2 separate regions of the Macaca mulatta genome follow, and region 2 is linked to region 1. A link is a contact called in public Hi-C data. All regions are on one chromosome and are shown on one strand. The core of a region is the stretch at or near the end of the contact, and the rest is flanking DNA. Distances in the headings are between cores, read along the strand shown.

Evidence for each region. A called contact is a pair of places that touch in the nucleus more often than the background predicts.
Region 2: a contact with region 1 is called in a Hi-C map of fetal cortex germinal zone, with 6 times the contacts expected there. The contact joins the enhancer-like site here to the promoter of BTG1 in region 1. A contact is called at or near these places in 4 of 14 Hi-C or Micro-C datasets (fetal cortex germinal zone, fetal cortical plate, fibroblasts and 1 more).

Annotation. Positions count from the first base shown.
Region 1 is chr11:99,468,505-99,474,331 of T2T-MMU8v2.0, forward strand. BTG1 (BTG anti-proliferation factor 1) reads right to left here and starts at 3,210. Exons shown (of 2, transcript NM_001266672.1): 1 at 2,795-3,210; 2 at 544-1,854. The coding sequence starts at 2,942. The coding sequence ends at 1,487. It overlaps LOC144332708, which reads right to left and starts at 5,826. Exons shown (of 2, transcript XM_077953222.1): 1 at 4,999-5,826; 2 at 3,305-3,976. The coding sequence starts at 5,107. The coding sequence ends at 3,738.
Region 2 is chr11:99,879,724-99,885,899 of T2T-MMU8v2.0, forward strand. No RefSeq gene overlaps it. Among named protein-coding and RNA genes, the nearest start is that of PLEKHG7, 120 kb to the right of the region's middle. Within about 2 kb of position 1,893, at least 7 of the 40 cell types and tissues checked have an H3K27ac peak or open chromatin away from gene starts, as enhancers often do. A contact at or near this core is called in fetal cortex germinal zone, where this site is marked.

The DNA.
Region 1 (5,827 bases), core at 1,960-4,459:
AATAAAAGTTCATAAACATACCTTTTGTTGAATTCCAGCTTATGTGATTTTTATGTAAATCTTGCAGGTGATGAAAAGCAAAAAGCAACCAATCTCTCTGTAGTGTTTAGCCTGTTCTTTTAAGACTATGGGTCACCTGCCCCGGGAAATTTCTAAACAAGGAATCCATGGGGCAAAGTAATCGTTTTTTCAAAGGTGGGTCAGAATGGAACATTTCTATCTTCACTTCAACAGGGAAGCAATGAAATGTAATCCTTTTGAGTTATCACATTTTTGGTAGATGCTACCGTGGTCTCTTATCCTTATTTCATGAGATCCTTAGCCTGTGAATGTGTCCATGTTTTGACTTTAGAAATTTTTAAAGCATGTTATTCCTGTGTTGCCTCTAACACCTAAATATGTATACACAGAGCATCTTCATTCCTCAAATGTTTTTTCAGCATGACCAGTGTGCAACTGATATTCACAGTTTATAGAACCTGTCTTCTAAGAAAAAATACTTTTAGCTAAACCTCTATAATCATGACAAGAGATTGATTAAAATGCCAAGATAAGAAACAATTTATTATAGAGAGAAGAAAAATTTCTCATCCAAAATATAGAAATCTGTACAACTTTGCCACAATCAATATACATGAACTGTACAAATTTACACCAGTTCATAATTTACCAAATAAAAGATGACTAACAAAGTTCACAAAATAGATGGTGGTTTGTGGAAAAGACTTTTACCCAATTAAGTACAAGGAAAGTTACAAACCAGACCTCCACTTTCTAAAAATAAGAAGTTTACTCAGTCTTAGAAAACTACAAGCTAGCAAATGTACAGAGAGCTGGCTGGTGCTACCACCACAGTTGAGACAGTGTCTTTTTTAAGGGTCTTTTTTAAAGCCTGTTGCCATGGCAGATTCTGGTCACTTGCTACTTTCAAGGCCAAAAACACAATACAAGGTCTGACCATTTCCCCAGGTCATGCTTACTAGTTTGTCTTTATGTACATTTATACATAAGTGCTAGGTAAAAGTCTTGTAAAATTTCCAGTACTACCATGTTTAAAACGTTCAGCTTTCCTATTGAGCTGCCAAAAAGGTTAACAGTAACAATTTTCAAGTGTAATAGTGCAAATTCCTCTGCGAGATTTACTGCAGAGAAAGGTTCTTTGAAATACAGATTTTCTTTAAAGGGACTGATGTAAAAATTCAGGTGTGTCTGGGAGAAACTGAAACCACCCTAAGGACTTCCCTCCCTAGCAAATAAAGTGATCATTTACTTGGACTCACAGGCTATTAAAATTAATCATTGAAAGGTACTGTCCAAACTATGGCACTGTCACTTAAAAAATTTTTTTTTTACCATTCTATCTTGTGCCAGATCTTCACAGCTGTGACATGGTTTAAATTCCATAATCCATCCCCAAGAGGAGCCCACCCAAAGCAAAAATCAAATTTATCCATCATTATAAGATGATCCATCCACAGACTATATCTTAACCTGATACAGTCATCATATTGTAGTTTTTGGAAGGGCTCGTTCTGCCCAAGAGAAGTTCCTCCTTACAGCTGATTCGGCTGTCTACCATTTGCACGTTGGTGCTGTTTTGAGTGCTACCTCCTGCTGGTGAGGCTTCATACAGCACACAGATGGAGCCATCCTCTCCAATTCTGTAGGACACTTCGTAGGGGTCAACCCAGAGTGTGAGTTCACTTGGGAGAAGCCTGAACAGCTCCTGACTGCTCAGTCCAATCCGCTGTGCTGCCTGTCCAATCAGAGGATCCATTTTATGGTTGATGCGAATACAACGGTAACCCGATCCCTTGCATGGCTTTTCTGGGAACCAGTGATGTTTATAATGTTCTATAGAAAAAAAGAAGAACAGAGAAACAACAATTAGGATCGTTAGCTCCCAGTGTGATTTCCTCCTACCCCAGGATCCCTTGAGGAGCGAAAATGAAAACTATCAACTTTTTAAAATGTCCAGGATTGCATCCGTTGTTGTGTATGTGCGGGGATGGAGAAAAAGCGGGCAGGGTTTTAGAAATAACGCAGTAGTACGGGACAAAACAATCTCCAGGAACCAACTGGTTGAGCCGCCAAAACAGGAATCAGGCGCGCAGCCTCGGCCAGCCGGGAAGCCAGTGGCACCTATGGCCAGGCGAGAAACTGTTTACTTTCTCCACCCCACCCCAGATGCACACAATGGAGTTGGTGGCTTTGGAGATGAGAAGCGCCATCGGACTGTTAACCCCGAAGGGAAGAAAAACAAGCAACCCTAAACCACGCTCTGGGAAGGGCTGTAATTGTGCCGGTGACAAATCCGATGATTAATGGGCAGGAGCAGGAGGCGCGGGGAGACTGCACGTCCGTTCTGAGCTGGCTCCGGAGCAGTGGCGCGGCTTCCCACCCCGGGGCTGGGCCGCCGACCACGCAACGGTTGGAGAGGACTGAGGGAAGGGGGCGTCGAACCCACCCCAGCCCCGCGGCTCCTTTGTCCCCAAATCCGCCGACGGTCCACGGACCGCAGCTCCCGCCTCGGTGGGTTTAAGTTTCTTTGTTGTGCGTGTTTTCTTCTCCACTCCGTTTTGCCAACTGGGGGGAGGGGGCGCCCTCCGTCCAGCCCCCAAAGCCTCGCGGGGAGCCGCTGTTAGCGGCCACCCAGCGCGACCACACCGGTCCCGCGGTGGGGCCCAAGCGCGACCGGCCCCGGGGCGCTGCCGAGGTTCCCGCAGCCCCGACGGCCGGACTCTGACCCAGGGATGTGGGGCCCGCGTCCCTCCGACGCCCTCGCCCTGCTCACCTGCCAGCAGCTCCTGCAGGCTCTGGCTGAAGGTCTGCAGCTGTCGCTCGCTCGTGAGCCCCTTGGTACGGAGGAACTTGGAGATGAAGGACACGGCGGCGGCGATCTCGCCTATCATGGTGGCGGCCCGGGTGTAGAAGGGATGCATGGGGGCGGCGTGCGGGGACGGCCCGGGGCGGCCGGGGCTCGGCGGCGCGGCCCCGACGGCGGAGCGGCCACCCCGGGCTTCCTCACCGGGCAGAAGGCTGAGAGGAAGAGAGGGCGTGAGGGGCAGACGGCTACTTTTTTTTTTCTTTCTTTAGACTAAAAAAGTTATTTTCGAGACAGGAGGCGGCAGGAGAGAAGAACAGACGAGCGATGGCGGCCTGGTCACATCGCTCGGACCTCCCCAGCCGCCTCCGCCTCCAGCTCCCCAGCATCCGAATATCTCAAGAATCGCATTTCCAGCTCCAAGGGGCGAAGAGATGCAGGCGCCGTGCAGCACCCTTTATAGTGCCACGAAAAGGAAGTGGCGTAGCTGGAGCGTGACGGCCGACCCCAGCCAATCCGAATATCGCACCATTGTGACGCAAGCCGGTTCGGGGCCGAAAGGGGCGGGAAAAGAGTCCAGGAGGCGGGTCCAGAGACAGGGAAGAGAGGGAGGAGCTGACGTAATCCGCTTGTAAACAAATAAACCCGGAGTGGCGGCTGGAGACCCAGTTGCTGTGTCGAAGGACGGAGGGAAGCGAGGGTGCGCGTGTGAAAGCTCCGCCCCCAGCCCTAGCTCCGCCTTCCCGCTTCAGCAGGTCCAGGCTCTGCGCCAGTGCATCCTTCTGCAAGAGTGCGCTGCCTGGGCCCGCTTGCCCTGGAGTGTAAGTGCTGGATAAATAAGAGCCGCCTGGCGCAGGCTGTGTCTACTCTCGCGCCGCCTTCTCAGATCGGGCTGCATGTTCCCACTCCGTGTTTACATCTCGTTCCCGCTCCGGATCTCGGTGACTGGCTCCTCAAGCCGGAGGCGCGTGTGGTGCCGGGCGATGCGGGCTCCAGCGCTGTGTGTGCTGGCGGTGCGCTCCGCGAGTGCGGGGGAAAGTGGAGGGAACGGTCCCGCGGGGCGTTCAGTCCAGGGAAAAAGACTGCAGCCTCGGGGAGCCAGGGTCCCTCGCAAACGAGCTGCCAACGCCGCGGAGCCGTTTCTGCTCCACCCTAGGGGAAGAGTAGTGGGATATCTTTGTAAAAGTGTAATTGCAAAATAAGTAGGTTAGTAAGGCCATTTGTGGTTGCTGTTTCAGTAACTTCACCAGTCAATGAAGAGAAGAGTGGAAACCTTACTGGATGCGGACAGGAGAGCCAGTTACTGAAGGCAAATATAATAACGCAGATCCTGTAAAGAGTGGTCTGTATCCAAAAAAAAAAAAAAAAAAATCTGTACAATGTATTTTAAAATTTGTGTACACAAAACCAAAGATTTTTCTTTTTTACCTAGTCCAAATGCCCTCCTAGCCTGAGTCCTGCTCTTTATAAAAATAAAATAAAAAGAATTTGAAGCTTGTGAAAGTATTAAGTGTAGACATTTTAAGTTTATTTGAAACCCTACCAAAAAAAAAAAAAAAAACTTAGAAACCAGTGTAGCAGGAAGGCGGGAGCCTGCTAAAATGATTAGGCCTAGGACAGGGTTAACCCCAACTCCATTAAGGAGAAGGGGGAAAAGAGAAAAAAAAGATGAAGGGAGGCAGGCAGATGGAGAAAGCAAACAGGAGGCAGAAGTTGAACTCTACCAGATGGAAATAAATATCCCGACCTTAGTTGGTCATCAATATTGCAAAACACACCACTTTGAGTTTTTTTTTTTCTTTTTAATACTGAGCTAAAGGATATAGAAATGAAGCAAAAATATGACATTATAAAACAGGATAAAACGTTTTATTGTTTAAAAATATGTAAAACTCGATTTGAAAAAATAACTTCTAGATTTTTTCATTAGGACACATAACTAAATAGTTACGTGTGAAAAAATTAAAGATAGTGGGTTTTTTCTTCTAGAACTTTTCAGATAGAACTATGCTTAAAAATAATAACAATTTCACTGAAGGCATGAAACCTCTTTTACAACTCAAAAAGAAGATAGAGAAGCAAAAGAAAATTCATGAAATTACTGTAACATTAGAATAAGAACTCCTGGTCTCCCACCTAACCTGACCCATCCTTAGTTCCCTGCGTTCACTTACATTGTCGTTCATGTGTCACTGAGTACAAATTAGAAGTCAAGTAAAAGTTTTTCTCTTCCAAACCTGGTCTCCAACTTGGCCTCTCGGTCATGTGCTTAAATTGACTCATCTAAAACACAGAAATATTAAATCAACAAAATGCTAGGATTGGACTCAGACTTCCCCCAAGCCCTTGTTCTCCACACTATTTTTAACTGCCTGCACTAGCAGCAGCAGGACCCCTTCTGAAAGCCTTATAAAACCAGTTGAACAGGGTTAACAGAAAGTTTAATCCACAGACTCAGGGAGAGTTACTTCCCGCCCTGAGTTTTTTTTTATTGTATATGTGTGTTTCCCACCTTAAATCATCCCATTAGGAGACAAATTGATTTGAGAAACTATAGCAATTTTTAACCTGGGAAATCTAGAGAGTACTCAGGAAAAAAAACTGGAAATAAACATTAGTCTTAAACACAAGTCTTAGATGGTGCAGAATGTTAATTGCTAATAGTTTTCAATTCCTGACATATATACGTTTAGTCACATTTTCTGGAAGTTTTGTCAGGCCCTTCCCATCTGGGAAACAAGCAGGTATTTCTTGACACTTTTTGAATTATAAAGGTGCTTTCTGTGTTATGCTAAGTTTACCAAGGCTCTCCCAAGTACTGTGTTATTATCATGCAATTTGATAGTAATTTATGAAATTTTTTTTTTTTTTTTTTTTTGAGACACAGTCTCACTCAGTCACCCAGGCTGGAGTGCAGTGGCACGATCTTAGCTCACTGCAGCCACCGACTCCCGGGTTCAAGTGATTCTCCTGCCTTAGCCTCCTGAGTAGCTGAGATTACAG
Region 2 (6,176 bases), core at 643-3,142, 410 kb after region 1:
ATTTCACATCAGCAATACTAAGTGCTCAGGAAAAAGGAATAATGCCTTTAAAATTCTGAGGAAAATATATTTTTAAACTACATTCGCTATACCTAATTAAATTACTACACAGGTGTGAACATAGATCACACTTGCGTGTACTGATCTTCACACAATCAAAGAATCAGAAAAGTTGCATCTCACATACAGTTTCTTAGTCAACTCCTGGAGTTCCAACAAAAGGCTGGAGTTCCACAAATAAGGAAAGCAACCCAACAAAGCAGAGACAGTTGTATAGGAGGCCTAGACAACAAGTACAGACAAGAATAACAGGATGAAGCACTCTTCCTGAAGTAGCTTCAGAAGAAGGAAGTTTCTGGAAAATTTTGAACCAAATCTCTGACTCCATGGACAAAAATGTTGAGCATGTCACAAGAGCAAATAGTAATTTTTAAAAGCTAGCTCGCAACTTCAGAAAAATTAAAAGCTGTACAAAACAGGAAATATGTGAGTATACTTTTTGACACTGTGATAAACAATACGGTTTTGAGTCCCCATGTAAACACTATTTATTGATTTACAAAGTTTCAGACAAAGATGGTGGAATTACAATTAGAGAGCAGAAGGCAAATCTTATCATCTCAACATTGTACAGGAACAGCAAAAACGGAGGGAAGCAAATTGTTAATTTGAATGATACAGGAGAGTTCGTATAGCTGAAAGCCAAGATTTCAGATCAGAAGAGCTTGCCAGTGGCTGTAAGAAGACCTCCATCTAGGATCATGGCTGCGAGAAAAAAGCAGAAAGGAAAAGCAGACCATCTGCCAAAGAATGAGGATCAAGCTGGCATTACATTTCACGTCGGCAATACTAGATGCTCAAGAAAAAGGGAGAATGCCTTTTTATTGGGAGATGGAAGTGGCAGATACGGAATGAAAAAATGAGGACTCATGATAAATTGCTTGCTGTTAAAGGAACAAATGTTCTCCTCAGATAATCAATAAAGATCTAAAATAGAAATATGACTAACAGGAGATATTGAGTGATTTAAGTTACATTCTCATCTGTCAGTGTAGGAAAACAAATATATATAAAACTAATAACTCAAGAGTTATCAATGTAAGCATATTATTCAGAGACAGAGAGGTTGCTAACCAAAACATGCTATAAAAATTAAAAGTTACATATGTGGAGAGACATTCAGGATAAGAAGACTGGGACAGGAACGATTACTCTTCAGCTGGAGTGCTTTTGTCTTTTGTTATTGTTATCATATGGAATTTTCTCATTTTGATAAAGTGTTTAAATGGTTAATATAAAAACTCAAGTATACAAATGTTCCTAAGATATGTGCAATCCACTCTTAGATACAGTTGATCAAATGTATGTAAAATTTAAGTGACAAAGTGTTCTTCTACAATATGTTTAATGCTGAACATGATTTCAGAACAGGGAGATGCTCACTTTATTTTGATAAACAGCCTTTAATTCTCTAATGTTCAAACCCAACAAGATGTAAAGTGTTCTCCAGTACCCTCTTCCATTTGGAGACATCTGTGCTCATTGATCTACAAAGGGCAGGGAATGCCTGATTATTTTATTATGTCATTTGCTACTACCGGAATTATTCATGATCATTTACCAGTAAGCCGAGAACACGTGGGGCTGATATCTTGATTCAGAACCCCAAGCCTAAAAGGGATACAAGTCTTTAGTAAATTTAGAAGCAGATTCCACTCTACCACCAGCATGCCCTTCATCTACCTTTAAACACATGTGTTTATCACCAGAAACTGTATGTGCATTTTGCAAGGAATGTCCTTTTGTACAGCAGAGAACAAAGGGATTTTTCTGCAAAGTGATACTGAAACCTGATCACTGATGCATACTCTCTTGCCAGCATCTTGCCTATTGAATATCATCCCAGCCTATTATTCCGATATTGTTCTCTTTGGAAAAGAAGACAAAGATGAGGAGTTCATTTAAAGTGCTCGAACAGTACCCTCTGCTGGTTGAGTTTAAGCTGAAGAGTTGATGTGTAGCAGGGCTTGTGACACATGGCAAAAAGAAGAAAAGCAAGCAAGAGAAAAACTGTAGACCAGGATGCATAAGGCAAACATGAATAGAAATCCATTAGTAATTTTGGTTACATATAAGGAAACTGACATTTTAGGCATCATAGCACATATATAATGCAAAGGCGCTGTATTAATTCCTAATAGAATACTCCGTTCTTACAAAAAGAATATATTGAGTGACTTTGCATATTACCTTCAAGGTCTTTGCTTTACAAAATGCTTCACAAGCTCCCCCAGTGAGTTCCTCTAGTGCTCTGAATATGTGGCATATCTTTGGGTAACATATTAACTGTGCAAAACTAACTGCAAACTGTTTCTTAGGTCACAGACCAGGACTCTTCATGATACCAGAGATACTTGCACTTACGTGATGTGTTTATACGTGTTTAGGAAACATTCACGATTAATTTTTAATGTCTTGCTAATAGGTAAGAAACAAGGGTTTGGAGATGGCAAGATTAATTTCTCTGACAAAGAAAAAAATGAGTAACGTATGTTCTCCAGGGCAGGGGATCTGGAGATCTGTTTTGCTTAATATAGTATAAATTCATAATAAATTGAGTAGCAAATAAAAACAGATGCAGTCTTACATTTTAGAAGAGTAGAGCTAGGGTTTTTTTATATCTTTGACTATAAAATCCATGAGATATTCAGCTCTCCCTGCCTACCCAGGGGGTAGAGTTCACTTCCCATTCTCACCAAGCATTGGTAGTAGAGAAAACAGTCAACAGATTTTAGACAGTTACATAGCGAGACACCTTATGGGCCTTTATTCTGTTTCCTCCAAAGTAAGAGCGGGGGAAATTTAAATGCCCACAGTCACCGACCAATAAAGTACATGAATGGCACACACTGAGTTTGAGGAAAAGCACATGATCCTCTTGGTCTATCTTTAATTTTTGGTGGAGACAACAATATCAAGAAACGATTCTCCACTAGAAGAAAAGCAACAGTGCAAATATGATGATAAACAATAACTGAAGCCTCACTTTGATGTTAGGGAGACAATTAGGAGTAGGAAGACTGATGAAATGGACAGTGTGTGCCCCACTTAAACTGGCCAGACACCGCTGGATGTGGTGGCTCGTGTCCGTAATCCCAGCATCAAGACCATCCTGGCTAACACAGTGAAACCTCGTCTCTACTAAAAATACAAAAATTAGCTGGGTGTGGTGGCACATGCCTGTAGTCTCAGCTACTCGAGAGGCTGACGCAGGAGAATCGCTTGAACCCGAGAGGCAGAGGTTGCGGTGAGCCGAGATCACGCCACTGCACGCCAGCCTGGGCGACAGAGCGAGACTCCATCTCATAACCAAAACAAACAAACAAACAAAAAATACTGGCCAGATACAAGCACTTGTATTGCAGCCATGAAGCCCAGAGGACCCAGAGTTGCCACATCATTTGATGATTCAAGAGGAGCTTGAAATCAGAATATTTACTCTTTGGGGCTCAAATCTTTACAAAAGAGTCTGTGAGCCAAAAAAACAGAAAAATATTTACAAATTAAACTTATCCCATGGGCCAGCAGTGTGCAACTACCACAGACTCAAAGTTCTTTCCTCCTGCCTCAGGGCCTTTGTACATGCTCATCATTCTCCCAGGAATTTTCTCCTCTCATTTCCCCTGCCTTCCTCCTAGTTAACTACACTCACCCCTCTGGTATTGACTCAATTTTCACTGCCTCCAGGAAGTCCTTTCTGATCTGCTAGATTAGCTTAGGCCCCTTGTGATATGATCTACCACTTTTCTGTACCTTCTCATCATAGCACATAGCACAGTTTGTAATTATATGTTTATTTGCATAACTATTTGATTGTTTTTCTCCTCCACCATGAGGTCAGAGGCCATGTCTCTGTTGTTCAGCAGCGCATTGCCTATAATAAAGGAGGTATTGGTAAATAATTGCTAAATGAATGGTTAGTAACTTTAAAGTAGCTCTTCATAGGCATAGCTGGAGCTATTCATCTGTGGTTAATATCATATCACATGAACCCTTAGATTTGGGGATTGGAGGTGGGAAGGTCTGGGTTGGAATCTTAAATAGCCTACTTACTGTCTGAGTAAGTTGCTGATCCTCCCAGAATTTGTCTCCTCATCTTAAAAAAATGGCCCTCAGATTTGTGCAGAGGACATACCTAAATACTTTACAGTACTAACACCTAGTAGTTGTTCAATAAATGCTAATTATTATTATTATCATTACCTTTAATATTAATAGTCTACTCACACTGATTTGCCCACATCCCCTCTGGTCCCAGTGGCGGGAATTTGACAGATCTAAAATAATAGTCCCATTTCAATACTTTTGACCTCAGAAGAGCGTTCTCCCAACGAGAGAATAACAGTATTCTCCTACCACTCTAGCTAACTAGGCATGAATATCTGGACTTTACTCTGTATTCAGGAAATCAGGCCTGGAAGAGGTCTTACAATCCAGTGTTTCATAGAATACTTTTTAAGTCAGAAAGATTTATTCACCACTGATATCTTTCCTGATTGTGTAAGTGATCTAAATCAATCCCCTAATAACATGGGATATTTATCGTAGGCCTCACAACCTGCCAGGAGAGAGTTACAAACTAAGATAGAACAATGGGCGTATTATCCCTGAGGTAAACCATGTGATTCTCTGACGTAGGATGTCTGGGAAGGAAGCATTAGGTGTGAGTCATGGCATTGGAGCCAGGCTCACCTGGGCTCATGTTTTTTGTCACCTCAGCTCTGTGGTCTTGGCCAAATCATTAGGCCTTGCAGGTGAAACTAGGCTCATAAAACCTGCTGGGAAGGTTTTTTGAAGACGGAAGAGAGTGTGTGGAAGACAGCCTGGCACACAGAAGAGGTGTTCAATCAATGATACCTGCATAACCAAGGGGGATTTGAGCATTGAACTCATTGCCCACCATTACTTCCCCCAAATAAAATTCTATTTAGTTCACACAGAATAGTACAAACCACCGCAAGCTGGGTTGTGTACTGTAAATCATAAGATTTCAAACCTATTATGGAAGAAATGAGATCATCTTTGAGATATTTAGGGTCACGGATAAAGTGGGCCAGAAATTTACCCATTACATACAGCACTTTGTCCTCTCCTTCCACCGAAAAGCAGGGAGAAGTCTGACCTCACCCATAGTGCTCCTCTGGAAGTCTGGCCGGGAAACCAGCCAACTATAGTCACTAGCCTACCACGTAGTGGCGGTTCCAGCATTTACATTCTAAGATCAGGTTGGTACCAGGTTCATCCTGTGGCACAAATCCGGACCACTTTGTAATAAAATGTCCACGAGTCCCACCTTTCATCATTTTCTTTTTTTTCTTTTTCAATGTCTACATGATCCCAGAGACCTCACACCCACTTCCCCAGCCCTTAGCCTCCCCCTCAAATTGAGCGCAGTACAGGTAATCATCCATTGCTCCCAATTCAGAGCATCTGCAGTTCTCAGTTATACCCATGTGGCAGCATACCCTGAGTCTGACCCGGGTACCTGTTGGTCTTCCCGACCATGGGAACACAAAACCATGGTCAGATTTATCTTTGCTTTCCCAGAAATCGGAACGTAGAAGATGCTTGCTTATATCTGCCCACAAAAGGGACTATTTGTGGCTAATTTATCAGAGAGGAATATATTCAAAGGATGTTGGGTGATTCCCACAGTCTCCAGGAAGCTAGATCTGTGTGGCCAAAAACAAGGCCCCAAATAACACCGAGGGGTTCACCCCTGCAGAACAGATGCTGCCCTGGCACCACCAACACCACCGCCACCTCCTCAGCTGCCTTGACTGTCCTCAGGAGCCAGCTGTGCTGCTGCTAAGAAACAGCCTTCTCTCTTCCGGCTCTGCTGTGTACTACCTACCTCCCAATGAAAAATCCAGGGCATGTGTCCAGGCCTCCCTGCAAGGGGAAAATGGAAATGTGGATATCTAACACTATCAGCTTCTACCAGGAGATGGCCTCTTGCCCAAGAAGACTTACAAGGTAAAGAGTTTCTCCATGCGACAGGGTTCAAATGCTGGGCAGCCAGAATTATAACACGGCCGATCGTTACTGCACCTACTTCTGAGCGTTGACTGGAGTCCAAACTGTGTGATGTTTGGTTTTCTTAGTGCTCACTACAG